2 separate regions of the Ovis aries genome follow, and region 2 is linked to region 1. Evidence: chromatin contacts called from public Hi-C data. All regions are on one chromosome and are shown on one strand. Each heading gives the region's core, a stretch centred on a gene start, on an enhancer-like site or on the middle of the called end of the contact. The rest is flanking DNA. Distances are from core to core; before and after follow the strand shown.

Region 1 (4,018 bases), core at 234-2,733:
TGAGTCTAGGGGTGTAGGTCTGCTGAGAAGTTTCCCACTTGGTAGTCACAGAGTATAATACAACTTAGGGGGATTTAACATTCATTTTGTTGTTTTGAGCATTGAAGTTAGTTTGCCATAATCCATATTCCATTTGGCAAGTATTATACTTGTATACCATGGTTATTGATCTGCTGTCTTCTAATGCTATAGTTTTTTCTCTTAAAAAAAAAAAAAAGAATGTTCTTGAATTTGTATGTTTAATAAAGTCATCCTCGTATTTTTTATGTCAGTGTCAGAAACTACTCATTTGAAAAATGCATTTTTTAAAAAAATAGTATTGACCACTAGGTACATTTTCCTTCTGGCATTAATGAGTTCTCTCTCAAAGAAATAATAGGTAATAGATTAGCAGATGTAGACCTGACTCGAGTAATTTATGAAAGATAGATAATTTTTTATAGAAATGTGGGTTCACAATCAACATGTTCTCAGAAAATTAACAGGAAGAAAAATTTACTAAAAATGCAAGTAAGGAGACATTCTCTAGAAAGTTTAATATTCAGGGTTATTGTTTCAACTTTCCATTAATGTCTTTTGAATAGAAAAGTTGAAACATTCGACTTTTAAGAATAGAATTTGGTGGTTATGCAAGGGAAGGAAAAGGGAGCTAGTCTTCCGAAAGATATGCAGTGTTACAAATTAGTTCTCAGGGAATTTCAATCCAACTAGATAATGTTGCCTCAATTTTGGCTGTTTTGTGGATAAAGATTAGCAAAGAGCTTCTCATATTCTTCAGGTTTTTCAGCCTTCTGAAGACTATTTTATAAACTCAGACATCTCCCTAAAAGATATTAGACAGAATAGTCATTTCTAGGGAAGGACTGAGAAGATAACTAGTTAATGCCATTTCCTATTATTTTGTAAGTTCCCAGAATATTCAGCTATTTTTCATTGTCAGCTTTTTAAAATTCTTATTGCTCAGACTCTTGAGATAAAGCTGTTATGGGTATTTTCATCTAATAAGCCATAGACATCTAGAACTATTAATGTAACAAGCTACAAGTATTGGTTTTCGAAACAGGCTGCAGCTCTCCAGCATTTTTAATGAAACTTTTCCTTATAAGGAGATGCTTATGGTTGTCTTAATGACCTAAATGAAAATGTGGCTCAAGAATGGTTATTCCAAAGAATTAAACTTAGTTTATTTCAAAATCAGAACAAAAGTCATCAAGTAATGTTGTTAATCTGTTTCTGGCATCAGCATTTTAGCAACAAAATGGTGTTACAGATGTCAGAATATTGATTGCATGAAATCTTGAAACCCACAAAACTCGTAGGCTTAGGTTTTAGTAATTTCTGCTGTTTATGTAATTTCAGCCCTTCGCGTCACCGAAAAGTTATTTATCTTAAGAAACTGTGGCCAAATTTGGCGGGTAATGCTGTCTGCCAGTGTCTGCAGATGGATTGTTTCCGCCTACAACTGTGCGTGCTGTCTGTGGTCTTTAAAGAACACTATCTAACACCAGGAAGAAATGTCAGTTGTCTGTTCAGATTTTTTTCCTATATTCTTAGAACTGATGTTGCCGTTTCCTAATTTTGTCAAATTGTGTGTTTGAACTATCTTCCTTTCTTGAAAGGTGGGTATTATCACCCATGTACTAACTAGGTAAGTAATCAGAAGTAGTTAATACTGTGTCAAATTACAGCAAGAGTTTCAGCAAAGTAACCACAAAGGTCAGTGCTAAGGCAAGTATATAGTAAATAGTGACATTTTAGAGATCTGAAGTGAAAAGCCATGATCTTTGAAATGCAGTTTCAAGTTGGGTGAGAAAATTACAAAAGTGAAGTTCTGAACAAAGTAACTGCAAAATAGTTTGTGCTTAAACTGACCTGCTAATTTTTTTTCCTCAATAGAGGAAAATGAACTAAAAGAATAGAATTTTCCCAGATCTCTGTTTTGAGTACTTTAAAAAACTATCAAGGTATGTAAAAGAATTCAAAAGGATGAGCATAAAAATTTATTTGGAGAGTGTGTACAAAACTTTTATAAGGCAAGAGAGATGACTACAAAATGGACATAAATGGTTTATTTTTTAAATTTTTTTCATTGTGCTAGGGCTTATAGGATCTTAGTTCCCTGACCAAGGAAGTGCTGAGTCCTCGCCACTAGACCTTTCAGGGGATACCCAAAATGTGAATGGCTTAGGATCCTGATGCACCATGAGCAAAATGCTCTTTTAAATTGAATGCATATGATGCTGTCCTATCCCTTAGGCAGATTCCATCTTGTACCCTACTGAAGCAATTCTTTGAGGAAGGTAAGGATTTAGCACTAGAAAATTAAATCCTATCTTATGAAGGGATATCAAGGATAAAATAGCTTCTAGAATCATCTCTAGTACTTGATTTAGAGAAGGCCAAAGTCACTCTCTAGCAGGAACCAAGAAGATGAATCAAGGGATGGGCTTCTGACATCCTGAAATCAGAACAGTAACTGTCAGCTGCAAGGGTGAGTGGCACACATCAGAAAGTGAAAGAGCCATCTGACAGTTCTTCCTGATCAGAACTTTTGCTTACGTTTCTTATCTATGTTCTATTCATGGTGTGTTTTTTTAATCTGTGCTTAATCATGTATTCACCCTTAGTATAAATTCCTTCTGTAACTTCTCTGAAGACTAGCATATGATCTAGAAATGACTCCAACTAGGACAAGACTAAGACAGTAAATCAGAAACAGATGTATGGCTCTGTAGCCTCACATTGTTATTTCAGCTCTGTCTGTAAGCAAAAGATCAGGGGTCCGGGGAATCCAGCCACCTTCTTATTTCTCTAGACACTCATCTTACTGCTTTTTCACCCGATAGAAGTTTCTCTGTTTCTTCTGGCATGTTGCTGGTCTTCCTACACACTAATGTTCTGACTGAAATAAAAACCAGCCCCACTGTATGTATACATATATGAGTAATCTTTAGACAAGTATTAGCAATGCTCCTTTACACTTCTCCCCACGGTTAGTGAAATGAATGTCTGGTGTTCTGTGAGTGTCCATTTTGTCATTTTAACTTTTTTTTTAAAACTCCATAAATGGCCATATTAAATGTGTACTCCCCTTAAAAATTTTTTTTAAACTTAAAAAAAAAACTCATTATTACTCTCTATGTGTTAAATATCAGCATCTTTACATCTCTATATTGTGTATTATGAAGAAGCATCAGCAAGTGTTCAGTGAATGTTTCTTGAGTGAATGCATTTAAGTGTTAGGGGCTTCCCTGGTGGCTTAGATGCAAGATTCTGCCTGCAACGTGGGAGACCTGGGTTCAACCCGTGGGTCAGGAGGAGGATCCCCTGGAGAAGGGAATGGCTACACTCAGAGTATTCCTGCCTGGAAAATTCCATGGAGAGAGGAACCTGACCCTGACCATAGGGTCACAAAGAGTTGGACATGACTGAGGCATTTATTGAGCAAGTATTCAATGAATATTTGTTGAGTGAATACATTTAAGTTACATTTAATTAATTTACTTTTGGGGGGAAGATATAAGCCAAAACCTCTCTTAGTAAGGGTGCCTGTTTTCCTGTTTGGTACAATTTATTTTATAGGGAGTGACACCAAATTGTAGGAAAAATAAATGCCTCATCTCTCCTTGCATATGAAATGTAAGTGAAGGCAAGATTTTAATGCCAGGCTTTAGGTTCAGCATAGCCCTAAAGTGGTCTTTGGACTTGTAGTTGCCTTTCCCTCCCTTAGCCAGATGTATCCACTGTTAGTAGGCTCTCAGTAGTCCCATCCCATCCCATTTCAAATGATCGTTTTCTCAGTTCCCTATACTCAAATCATAAGAAGGTAGAGATTGTTTTATGTTCTCCCCAACCCACACATACATTTTGTATCAACACTTTAGAGACTTAAGTACTCAGTCAAAACTGGGATTGACTAAGGACCTGACTGACACCAGGGGTTATTTCCAAACCCCAACAACATAATCTCAGCCCTTATATTCTTAAAAATCTATAGGATTATAATGTTTTCCTGTGG
Region 2 (4,193 bases), core at 828-3,327, 380 kb after region 1:
TCAGGGTTTCGCTTTTTCTGGTTGCCTGTTTCTACTTAGCTAGCCCAGCTTAAGCCCCAGGCTTTATGCTTTTGTTCTCTCATACTCCTGTCACCACCAGGTCATAACCTGCTCTGAGTAAAGCATCTGATAAACAAACTCTCATTGAGGTAGACGTAAAGGAAAAGGTGACACGTGACTTCTTCCAAAGATTCTTTTCATTTCAAAACCTAAAAAAAATCTCTAATGGTGAAAAGCCACCCATCAGTCAACAGATAAATTATTTGGGAAGGTAGAATGGCATTGTTTTGCCCTGAAGTTACACTGCCTTCCCAGTCAACCATGCTCTTTCTACCACTTGCCTCTCTTCCAACCTGTGGGCAGCAGAAGTGAGAAAAAAAAAAAAGAGGCAAAGGATTGAGGAATTTCCCACAAATGGACTGAAATATCACACACGGCCATTCACAAATCTTCCAAGATTCTATGGTTCACTCTCTAAGACAATACATCATTTCCTGTGGTTTAAATTTAATCTGTATGCTGACAATGAGTTTATACCTTCCCTCTTGACCCTTCCTCTGAGCTCCAGCCTCCTCCATCCATCCACCTACGTACTGACCTTTCTCTGCTTGGACATCTTGCAAGCATTTCAAATTTAACACATCCAAATTAGAACTTTTTTGATCCTATGATAATTCTATTTTTAATTGAGGAGATACCATATTGTTTCCATAGTAGCTGCACCAACTCTACATTCCCATCAACAGTGCACAGGGTCCCAATTTTCTACATCTTTGCCAAACTAGCTAATTTTTCTTTTCTTTTTTTTCTTAATTTAAATTGAAGTATAGTTGATTTACAAAGTTGTGTTAGTTTCGGGTGTATAGGAAAGTGATTCAGTTGTATATACATATATTCTTTTTCAGATACTTTTCCACTATAGGTTATTATGAGATATTGAATATGGTTTCCTGTACTATACCTTGTTGAAAGACGTTGTTTATCTGTTTTGCCAAATTAGAACTTTTGATGCCCCTCGAACAACCTGCAAGCCCATACTTCCTCAACTCAGTAAATGACATCAAACACCCAGAAACCTGAGGGTCATCCTGGATGCCTCCCTTTCTGTATTAGTTTCCTGTGACTGTCTTAATAAATTGCCACAAACTTGATGGCTTAAAACAACAAACTTAGTTTTTTACTACCCTAGTGGCCAGAAATCTGAAAACAAGGTGTCAACAGAGCTGCTCTCCCTCTGGAGGCTCCAGCAAGAATCCTTCCTTGCCTGGTCCAGCATCTTGTGGTTCCAGACATTCCTAGTGGCAGCATCACTCCAGTCTCTGTGACTGTCTTCACATCTCCTTCTCCTCTTTTTTCTGTGTTTATTATAAAATCACTTGTCATTGGATTTAGGGCCCATGCAGATAATCCAGGATGTTAGCATTTGGAGATCCTTAATTACATCTGCAAAGATCTTTTTTTCCTAAATAAAGTCACAATCTCAGGCTCCAGAGATTAAACAAACTGTGAAAAATTCTTCCAAGAGATGGGAATACCAGGCCACATGATCTGTCTCCTGAGAAATCTGTTTGCAGGTTAAGAAGCAACAGTTAGGACTGGACATGGAACAATGGACTGGTTCAAATTGGGAAAGGAGTACATCAGGGCTGTATATTGTCATCCTGCTTATTTAACTTATATGCAGAGTACATCATGCAAAATGTCAGATTGGATGAAGCACAAGCTGGAATCAAGATGGCTGGGGCAAATATCAATAACCTCAGATATGCAAATAACACCACCCTTACGGCAGAAACCAAAGAGGAACTAAAGAGCCTCTTGATGAAAGTGAAAGAGGAGAGTGAAAAAGCTGGTTTAAAACTCAACATTCAAAAAACAAAGATCATGGCATCCAGTCCCATCACTTTATGCCAAATAGATGGGAAACAATGGAAACAGTGAGAGACTCATTTTCTTGGCTCCAAAAATCACTGCAGATGGTGACCGCAGCCATGAAATTAAAAGACACTTGCTTCTTGGAAGAAAAGCTATGACCAACCTGGACAGCATATTAAAAAGTAGAGACAGCACCCCTGGCAGGAGCCGCACCTCGGACAGCAGCAGCGGCTGCCGCGGGAGGGTCCGTGAGGCGCCCGGTGGCGACGGCGGCATTGGGGTCTTGCGCGCGAGAGTGGGACCCGACGCGGAGACCGCAGGCGGACGCTCTGCGCTGCTGGACCGGACACTCAGTGACTGGACCCAGGTATTCACCGGGGAACAAGCGGCAGAAGAGCGACTCGGGAGCAAGTGTGAGAGAGGAAGCGGCGGCGGCGACGCGGGGCCCGGGGTGGTGACAGCAGGTCTGAGATGGTGGCTGCAGCCATGAAATCAGAAGACCATTGCTTCATGGCAGGAAAGTGATGACAAACCTAGACAGTGTGCTGGAAAGGAGAGACATTACTCTGCCAACAAAGGTGCACCATAAATACAAAAGACTGAAGTTATAAAAGAGAAAAAAAAAGATTGCTGCTATAATGACTCTGAACAATACAGTATATTTTGTCCCATATATGAAAAGGTACTGAAATTTTACACCCTCCCCCCTCAAATATTTGTCAATGAGAGAGAAAGCTGATTGGGATTTCAAAAGCAAAGTGTTTGCACATATTGGTCATCATGCGGAAAGGCGTGCCACGAGACCCAGAGATTGCTGATCTGTTCTATAAAGATGATCCTGAAGAACTTTTTATTGGTTTACATGAAATTGGACATGGAAGTTTTGGAGCAGTTTATTTTGCCACAAATGCTCACACCAATGAGGTGGTGGCGATTAAGAAAATGTCCTATAGTGGGAAGCAGGCACATGAGAAATGGCAAGATATTCTTAAGGAAGTCAAATTTCTACAACAATTGAGACATCCTAATACCATTGAATACAAAGGTTGCTACTTGAAAGAGCACACTGCTTGGTTGGTGATGGAATATTGCTTAGGCTCAGCCTCTGATTTGTTAGAAGTTCATAAGAAACCACTTCAGGAAGTGGAGATCGCTGCCATTACTCACGGTGCCTTGCAGGGGCTAGCCTACCTGCATTCTCATGCATTGATTCATAGGGATATTAAAGCAGGAAACATTCTTCTAACAGAGCCAGGTCAGGTGAAACTAGCGGATTTTGGATCTGCCTCAATGGCTTCTCCTGCCAATTCCTTCGTGGGCACACCTTACTGGATGGCTCCAGAGGTGATCTTAGCTATGGATGAAGGACAGTATGATGGGAAAGTTGATATTTGGTCACTTGGGATCACCTGCATTGAAATGGCGGAACGGAAGCCCCCTCTTTTCAACATGAATGCCATGAGTGCCTTATATCACATTGCCCAGAATGACTCCCCCACGTTACAGTCTAATGAATGGACAGATCCCTTCAGGAGATTTGTTGATTACTGCTTGCAGAAAATGCCTCAGGAAAGGCCAACATCAGCGGAACTGTTACAGCATGACTTCGTTCGACGAGACCGTCCACTTCGTGTCCTTATTGACCTTATACAGAGGACAAAAGATGCTGTTCGTGAGCTAGATAACCTACAATACCGGAAAATGAAAAAAATCCTTTTCCAAGAGACACGAAATGGACCCTTGAATGAGTCACAGGAAGATGAAGAAGACAGTGAACATGGAACCAGCCTGAGCAGGGAATTGGACAGCCTGGGCAGCAACCATTCCATCCCCAGCATGTCTGTGAGTACAGGCAGCCAGGGCAGCAGCGTGAACAGCATGCAAGAGGTCATGGACGATAGCAGCTCTGAACTTGTCATGATGCATGATGATGAAAGCCCAGTAAATTCCACTTCCTCTGTTGTGTACAAGAAAGATCATGTATTCATAAGGGATGAGGCGGGCCACGGCGATCCCAGGCCTGAGCCGCGGCCTACCCAGTCAGTTCAGAGCCAGGCCCTCCACTACCGGAACAGAGAGCGCTTTGCCACGATCAAATCAGCATCTTTGGTTACACGACAGATCCATGAGCATGAGCAGGAGAACGAGTTGCGGGAACAGATGTCAGGTTATAAGCGGATGCGGCGCCAGCACCAGAAGCAGCTGATCGCCCTGGAGAACAAGTTGAAGGCTGAGATGGACGAGCACCGCCTCAAGCTACAGAAAGAGGTGGAGACACATGCCAACAACTCGTCCATCGAGCTGGAGAAGCTGGCCAA

Evidence for each region. A called contact is a pair of places that touch in the nucleus more often than the background predicts.
Region 2: a contact with region 1 is called in a Hi-C map of blood, with 6 times the contacts expected there. The contact joins the promoter of LOC114115646 here to the enhancer-like site in region 1. A contact is called at or near these places in 8 of 16 Hi-C or Micro-C datasets (blood, hypothalamus, liver and 3 more).

Annotation. Positions count from the first base shown.
Region 1 is chr1:68,818,513-68,822,530 of ARS-UI_Ramb_v3.0, forward strand. It overlaps CDC7 (cell division cycle 7), which reads left to right. Exons shown (of 13, transcript XM_042250927.2): 13 at 1-266. Among named protein-coding and RNA genes, the nearest start is that of CDC7, 28 kb to the left of the region's middle. Within about 2 kb of position 1,484, at least 4 of the 54 cell types and tissues checked have an H3K27ac peak or open chromatin away from gene starts, as enhancers often do.
Region 2 is chr1:69,195,760-69,199,952 of ARS-UI_Ramb_v3.0, forward strand. It overlaps LOC114115646 (serine/threonine-protein kinase TAO3), which reads left to right and starts at 2,078. Exons shown (of 2, transcript XM_027972031.3): 1 at 2,078-2,242; 2 at 2,454-4,193. The coding sequence starts at 2,656.